Linked DNA regions of Ovis aries: region 2 is linked to region 1. The links are chromatin contacts, called in public Hi-C maps. All regions are on one chromosome and are shown on one strand. Each heading gives the region's core, a stretch centred on a gene start, on an enhancer-like site or on the middle of the called end of the contact. The rest is flanking DNA. Distances are from core to core; before and after follow the strand shown.

Evidence for each region. Hi-C and Micro-C count contacts between places; a contact is called where the count stands out from the background.
Region 2: a contact with region 1 is called in a Hi-C map of tail adipose tissue, with 2.2 times the contacts expected there. The contact joins the promoter of ITIH5 here to the enhancer-like site in region 1. A contact is called at or near these places in 3 of 16 Hi-C or Micro-C datasets (hypothalamus, mesenteric adipose tissue and tail adipose tissue).

Annotation. Positions count from the first base shown.
Region 1 is chr13:12,083,081-12,086,878 of ARS-UI_Ramb_v3.0, forward strand. The region is part of intron 5 of ITIH5 (inter-alpha-trypsin inhibitor heavy chain 5); the gene reads right to left. Among named protein-coding and RNA genes, the nearest start is that of ITIH5, 35 kb to the right of the region's middle. Within about 2 kb of position 1,976, at least 7 of the 54 cell types and tissues checked have an H3K27ac peak or open chromatin away from gene starts, as enhancers often do. A contact at or near this core is called in tail adipose tissue, where this site is marked.
Region 2 is chr13:12,117,847-12,121,644 of ARS-UI_Ramb_v3.0, forward strand. It overlaps ITIH5 (inter-alpha-trypsin inhibitor heavy chain 5), which reads right to left and starts at 1,697. Exons shown (of 14, transcript XM_004014177.6): 1 at 1,549-1,697. The coding sequence starts at 1,638.

The DNA of each region.
Region 1 (3,798 bases), core at 726-3,225:
ACGCGGGGCCATACCCTTCCAGCTGCAGCCTGGAGACTGGGTCCCGGGGAGGGACACACACCAGCGGGGAACCGGAGCTGGGGGTGAACCGTTAGTCACAATGCAGCCTTTAATAGCGCAGGGTGGCCAGATTCAGCGAAGAAAAAGGATGCCCTGTCACATCTGAATTTCAGATACACCAGCAGTGACTTTCTAGGATAAGCATATCTCAGATACTGTATGGGACACATTGTTTACCTAGAGTTTCAAATTTAAACCCAGCATCCCCTCTTTCATCTGACAATTCTGGAAAAGGGAGGGATCTACATTCTTGTAACGAGTCTTCTGGAACCAAACTCTGCCTCCGAATCCCTCCTTCACAACAGAATAAGAGCCACACCCAAGATCTGGAGAACTTAACCAACTTAAACCAGGAAGGGGGCAACAGAGGATGAGGTGGTTGGATGGCATCACTGACTCAAGGAACATGAGTTTGAGCAATCTCCAAGAGGTGGTGAAGGACAGAGAAGCTTGGCATGCTACATACAGTCAGTCCAGGGGGTTGCAAAGAGTCGGACACAACTTAGCAACTGAGCAACAACAAACCAGGAAGGTGTTGAAAACTCAGTGGCATCTTCATGGCTAACAGTTATTTATTCTTAAATTCTTTTAACAAATACTTACTGAGCACCCATTCTATGGCAGGCACCATGCTAGGTGCCTCCATTTCAATCCTGAGAGCCATCACAGCAAACGGCAGGGTCAGGAGGTTAACAGACCAAACAAAGGGAAAGAAAAATTTGATTTTTAAACAGATTCAACCAACTCCTCACTGGTGTCTACGGATACACAAGACACTGTAGACACATACAAGTCTAGCCGACAGTCAAAGGTGACTTGAGCTTGCAGGACTCAAGACTGGTCATTAATTTATCCTCAAAGACCCCGCCAGAGTCAACAATCTCATCTTCCAACATCAAAGGTAATGAAACTGTATTTTGAGTGGTTCTTTTCTTTCTAATGACGCTTTCTTGGTTCTTAGAATTATTTTATGGGAAGCTGACCTAGGAGTGATACAATTAAAAAGCAAGCTGTAGGCTGAGTTCCTGGGCAGGTAAAGGATAAAGAGCACACACTGCTTGCAGAGCACTCGGTGGGGGCTGGGAGTGGGGGTGGGGGGGCTTGGGTATGGGTTCTAAAAACCTAAAGCATCATTTTTTTTTCCCCAGAAAAGATACAAGTGAACTTACATACAAACCAGAAATATACCCACAGACATGGAAAACAAATTCAGGGTTACCAAAGGGGGAAAGGTGGGGTAAGAAGACATAAAGGAAGAAATAAATTAGAAGTCTGGGATTAACATATACTACTATATACGGGCTTCCCTGGTGGCTCAGACAGTAAAAAACTTGCCAGCAATACAGGAGACCCCAGTTTGATCCCTGGGCCAGGAAGATCTCCTGGAGAAGGGAATGGCAACCCATTCCAGTGTTATTTCCTGGAGAATTCAATGGACAGAGGAGCCTGGCTGGCTAAAGTCCGTGGGGTCGCAAAGAGTCAGACACGACTGAGCGGCTAAGCTCACACAGTACATAAGGGAAAAGGGTCTGAAAAAATAGATACACGTGTGCGTGTAACTGAGTCACTTCATTGTGCACCGGAGTGACACAACGTGGTAAATTAACCATACTCCAACTTTTTTAAATGGTTAAAAATTAATGAATAACAGTAATTCATCTAAAAAAGCTGCTTCTATAGGTCAGGATCCTAACAGAGTTCATGTCCATACATTCTGCTGGGAGGCCCAAAGTAAGGCTCCTAACATTTACCAACTGTCAAAACCACCTGGGGTGCTTTGAAAAATGCAGCTGTCTGAAGAGAGACAGAAAGTGGATTAGTGGTTGCCTGGGGCTGAGGTTGGAACAGGGAGTGACTGCAAAGAGGCACAAACATCTTTTCGGGGTGATAGGAATGTTCTAAACTTGGATTGGGCTGATGGTTGCGCAACTTTGCAAGTGTACAAAAACCACTGAGTTACAAGACTTAAAATGAGTCAATCTTATGCTCAGCCTCAATAAAACTGCTTTTTTAAAAGAGCAAAGAACAGGACTTCCCTGGTGGTCCAGTGGTTAAGAATTTGCCTGCCAATGCAGGGAACAAGGGTGCAATCTCTGGTCTGGGAAGATCCCACATGCCCCGGAACGACTAAGCTGGTGAGCCGCAGCTATTGCAAACCGCATGCCTAAAGCCCATGCTCCACAACAAGAGAAGCCACAGCAACGAGAAACCCGGACACCACCACTAGACCCCATTCACCACAACCAGAGAAAGCCAAACACAGCCATGAAGGTTTAGCAAAGCCAAAAGTAAATAAGCAAAAATTTTAAAAAGAAATAGGCAAAGAATATAAAGGATAGACTATGCAAGTCACAGAGCCACATCTGTTTAGTGGTAGGAAAAATTCTGAGCATTATTCTCGAGCATTACAAATAAATAACTTAAAAGCATTCATAAAATTTTCAGTTTCTCGTAGAATAGACTCAGAATATCACACCTCAAAATACAGTTATCAAGGCCTCAACCCGGGTAAATTCTAATTCAAGTGTTTGAGTGAGGATTCAGTCATCTGTTTTTTTTTTTTTTTTTTTTAACCTCTCCAGGAGACTCTAGGGTATAGCCAGATTTGAGCATCACTGATATAAAGCTAAAGGAGGTGAAAAAGGCAAGGTACCTTATTTCTAATATTGTTTATCTCATTTTATTTTACTCTGAGCCATCAGGGATCTGATCATAAAAGAAAATTTTATGGCTCCAACTAGTTTTTTGTTTTGCTTTGTTTTTTTGGTGTTTTTTTTTTTTTTTTTAATCATGGAAAGGGCAGTGATTCAGGTGCCATAGGACCACAAGAAGTTTGAGATTTTAACCTAGAGAGTGAAGTAAACAGCTTTAAACCAATCACATAGGTGGAATATTTATCCAGGTTATAACTTAAGATCGTCAGACATCCAGGGATGTTCCAGAAAAGAATTAATTTGAAATACTCCTGTTCCATTGAGCCTCCAAATCATCAAGTTACTGAGAGAGCAGGAAGCAGGGTGACGGGAGACAGAGAGAGTGTGGTCTTGCACGGAACACCAATTTGTAACCTGTTAGAGTTTGAACCACACACACAAGTTAACTGCTTTAATAATCCAGAAAGTAGAATCCAGAAAGTAGACTTGCAAATTACATCTCACAGCATTGGCTTTCACACTGAGACAAAGTTCATTCATTTATGGTTCAATAGCCATGGGCCCAACACATCAGACAGGGAAACTGAGGCAAAAGTAGGTTCCACAGCTTTTAGGCTTTTTCTTCTTTTTATGGACCTAGGGGGAGACATGGAATCTGAATTCACACCCTAAGTATTTTACAAAAGCTCCCAGGGAGGGCTGTCCTAGAAGTCTGGTGTGCACAAGCTGAGTCTAGTAGCTAGCACACGGTCATTCTTATCTAGAACTGCTTCCCTAACGATATCAGCAGGTCCAGTGGATAGAGGTTTGCTCAGAGAGCATCCAGAAGTCTGACCTCAGAGGCCTGTGCTGGCTCCAGTCGCTTGCAGCCCACGTCCTGGTCTCAGTTCTATTCTAGCTGCGTCTCTGCCCGGGTGCTTTCAGAACACACGCAACAACATCCAGGCACAATCACAGTATCCTGTGCCTCTGGCTCCTTCCTGAAGCGGCTATTTTGCAGGAACAGAGGCAGCTGAGCTCTGGACTGACTGAGGAGCAAAAAGGGCCCCAGTCCACCGCACCTGGCCCAGGGAACGGCCTGTGA
Region 2 (3,798 bases), core at 447-2,946, 34 kb after region 1:
TTCTCCCTCCGCCCTCTAAAAAGTTTTTGGATCTTTACCCTAAATTCCTTCCTTCAGCACTTCAGTGGCGCCAACATCAAGTGCTGACCATCCCCAGCACTTTTAGATGTATTACCTACCCAACCCTCACTACTCCGTTCTTTCCCACTTTGTACAAAATTGGAGATTGAAGCACTCAGGACTGTGCTCAGCATCACAGAGCTGAAAAGCGCCTGAATCTGGAATTGAGCCCCGGTAGCAGGCATCAAACCCCTATCCTTAACCAAAACATCTGCCATTTCATATACCACAGTATATGAGGTCCTTTACACAAACTAGCAGCTGGATCCTTACAAGTATGCTCAAGAGTAGGTGTGTGCCCTGCTGTGAGGGATAGGAAAGGGAGGCACAGAGAGGCATAGGGGAGCTCGTCCAGGCCACACAGTAGTAAAGAGCAAAGGGGAGACCAGCCTCGCTCTCTGGATGCCAAGCTTGCACATTCCTCCTCCACCACACAGCCTCCTGGAATTTTTATGGGTTATTCCTCATGGCAGTCCTACAAGAGAAGAATCGTTCCATTTGGTAGATAAGCACATCCTTAAGGCAGAGTTGACGTGAAAGTAACTATGGGATGTTTAGGCAGATTCTGTTTTCCAGATCTGCCTTCAAACCAAGGCTCTGGGAAAGGGGTCAGAAGGTATACCTGCTTATCTCTTCCTCTCATCCTGCAAAAGCATGTTTTCGGCTAAACAATTTAAATACATGTGTGCAAAGAGCACCAGGAGATGCAGAAATGCACCGCCTTCGTTAATCAGGACAGAGCCCTTTCTCCCTATAAGGTCTATGCATTGATATCTGTGGGAACCTGTTTGATATTCTTTCAAGAGCCTTCCTATCCATAAGACATTGTATTGAGAGTTCATATTTGCAGGTTTCATTCACTTGTGAGGTTAAGCCATTTAAAAAATCCTGACAGATACACAGAGTATTAACCAGGGGAACTGAGACCTTTGGTTCTTCCTCCTCCGCCCATCATTTGGCCACCTTTAAGCTGCTAAAGCAATAAGAGATGAAAACTCTGTTCTCCCGGTTTTCAGATGAGAAAAGCGGAGGCTTCCACGAGTTTAGAACATTTCCTAGACGTGCTCTCTCTCTAGAACAACTGGAAGCCAACAGCAACCTGCCAAGACTACCCCACAGGCGCATCTGAAAGAACCTTGCAGTTAGCTTAGGGTTCTGGCTCAGAAATGAACAAAACCAGCAGAAACCGCGCAGGTAACAGGAGCCGAAGAGGTTTGGTTCCGCAGGACTTTGAAGTGCAGACACAATTCTGCAAGAAACTTTGTCAGCCAGACTCTCTCCTCGACGGAACAGCAGATGGGGAAGCTCCCAAGCAGAACACTGGGGACGGAGAAGTGAAGGGGGGACGATGTGCCAGGACATGGGGGTGATCCCACCCGCCCTCGCGTCCAGTAGCCTGTCCCGCAGCCACGCGCCCGAAGGCGGCGGTGGTAAGAGACTGCAGCCGGCGCCCGGGGCTCGCCCGGGGCCCCCTAGAACTCCACTTACTTGATCCGATGTGTCTCCCCAGCTCCTCGCCTCTTCCAGCAACCCGGCGCAGAGCGGCAGCGCAAAGTACAGCCCGAGCAGCGGGAGCATGGTGAGGCCGGGCGGCTGCACCAAGACGCTGCGGGACGCGCGGATACAGCGCAGGACTCAGGGCAGCGGTCCGGACTGCAGACTCGCGCGGCCCTGCCTCGCGCTCCGCCCCGCCCCCTGAGCCCTCCGGCCCCGCCCCTCAGCCCCTCCGGTCCCGCCCCCAAGCCTACTCGGGTCCCGCCCCCCGCTCCTTCCGGCCCCGCCCCTTAGCCCCTCCGGCCCCGCCCCCGCGCCCCTCCGGCCCCTGCGCCCCTCCGGCCCTGCCCGCGGCGCCCCGCCGCGGCTTCTCACCCCTCGCGGGTTCAGACTCCTCACTCCCGCGAGGCCCGCCCCCGGTCCGCTGCATCCACAACGGGTGCCCCCAGCCCAGAGCGCACGGTTCGCGCCCCATCGCTCGCCGCCTTCCCGCCAGTACCTTCAGCAACCCCCCTCCTGCCCCGCCCCTCCCTCGCCTTCTCCAACCTGCGCCGGGGGCACCTGCTACCACCTGCATGCCCCTCTCCCGCTCCTTCGTGAACTCACGCCATTCCTGTCTCAGGAGGACACTGTAAGGGCCAACCTGACCCTCCATATACAGTCCGCCCCTTCACCTGCTATACAGACCTCGCTCCCGCGCTGCATGTATACCGCCAGCCCACTTCCAATACGTACCACCTCCCACCCGGTATATACCACCACCATTCCCACACCTGCCGCCTGAGGCATCAGGAGACCTTCTTCTGGGGAAATAGTGCGTTCCCCGTGACATCCAGCACTGATGCCTACAAGCCCAGTTGAGGGAATGCTAAGTGGTCTAACGCGGAAAGTACCAGCAACGTGGTCCGCTTTTATATGGCTCTGGCATAAGAGAACGGAGAGGAAGCTAGAGTTGGCACCACGCCGTAGTACTTCCGATTTTTTTGGTTATTAATCATAAAAATGAATGTCACTGTTATAGTTACAGACTATTGGTCATATTTCTGTCCTGTCATAGGAAGAACTATTAATAATCTGCCAACCATTCACCCACCTTTTAGAGTCTGGGCTCCATCTTTGTACCTGGCAGACGCACAGTGATCTGGAGCTGCTTGTTTCCAAAAGGCAATCACCTCAAAGACACTTAAAAATGTTTTTTGTCGTGATACTGCTGCTGCAAAGTTGCTTCAGTCGTGTCCTACTCTGTGCGACCCCATAGACGGCAGCCCCCCAGGCTCCCCCATCGCTGGGATTCTCCAGGCAAGAACACTGGAGTGGGTTGCCATTTCCTTCTCAATGCATGAAAGTGAAAAGTGAAAGTGAAGTCGCTCAGTCATGTCTGACTCTTCCAGACTCCATGGACTGCAGCCTACCAGACTCCTTCGTCTATGGGATTTTCCAGGCAAGAGTACTGGAGTGGGTTGCCATTGCCTTCTCCTTGTCGTGATAAAAATCACATAAAATTAAAAGTACTATTTTAACCCTATTTACCTGTACAATTTGGTGACACTAAGTACGTTCACATTATCATGCAACTTTTACCATCATGCATCTCCTGAATTTTTCACCTTAAGACATTTTTTTATGTCTCTGTAAAAATTCCCTCTAAATTAATACACTGAGTAATAAGTTGGCATCTATCTCAGTGGCCAAAAACGGAAATGGTTAACTCAAAAGACAGAACATCAGTCCTGTGGAATATTACACAGCTGTTAAAAAACAACCATAAAGTGCATGGAAACAGAAAAAATGTTTACAGCATAATTTAAAGGAAAAATCAGATCACATAACCATATCAAAAGTATGAGTTTAATTGGGTAAAAATACATATGAATGGACATCAGAACTAGGGAAGAATGAGAAGAGTTGGTGTGTTAGCTTATGGCAGTATCTCTTTTTAAATATTTTGTTTCCTCTTGTTGAAATGTTGATTGTTAAAGACATTAAGGGGCGAGGGGAGTGTTGTTTTGGTGAAATAAATGGAAGGAAAATCATTGTCATTAGCAATTAAACGTGTAATAGCCTTTCCACGGGCTAATTAAAAAAACATGCCTCCACCATGGAGTGACAGTAGCTGGTCCAACAAGGTTTCCGCAACAAAAGCACCGATAAAGGAGAGCTTTGAAGTAAGTCAGAGGGTTTTTATTCTTGGTTCTTTACTAACCGTGAGTTACAGATGCATCTTGGGCACACTTAGAAACTTAG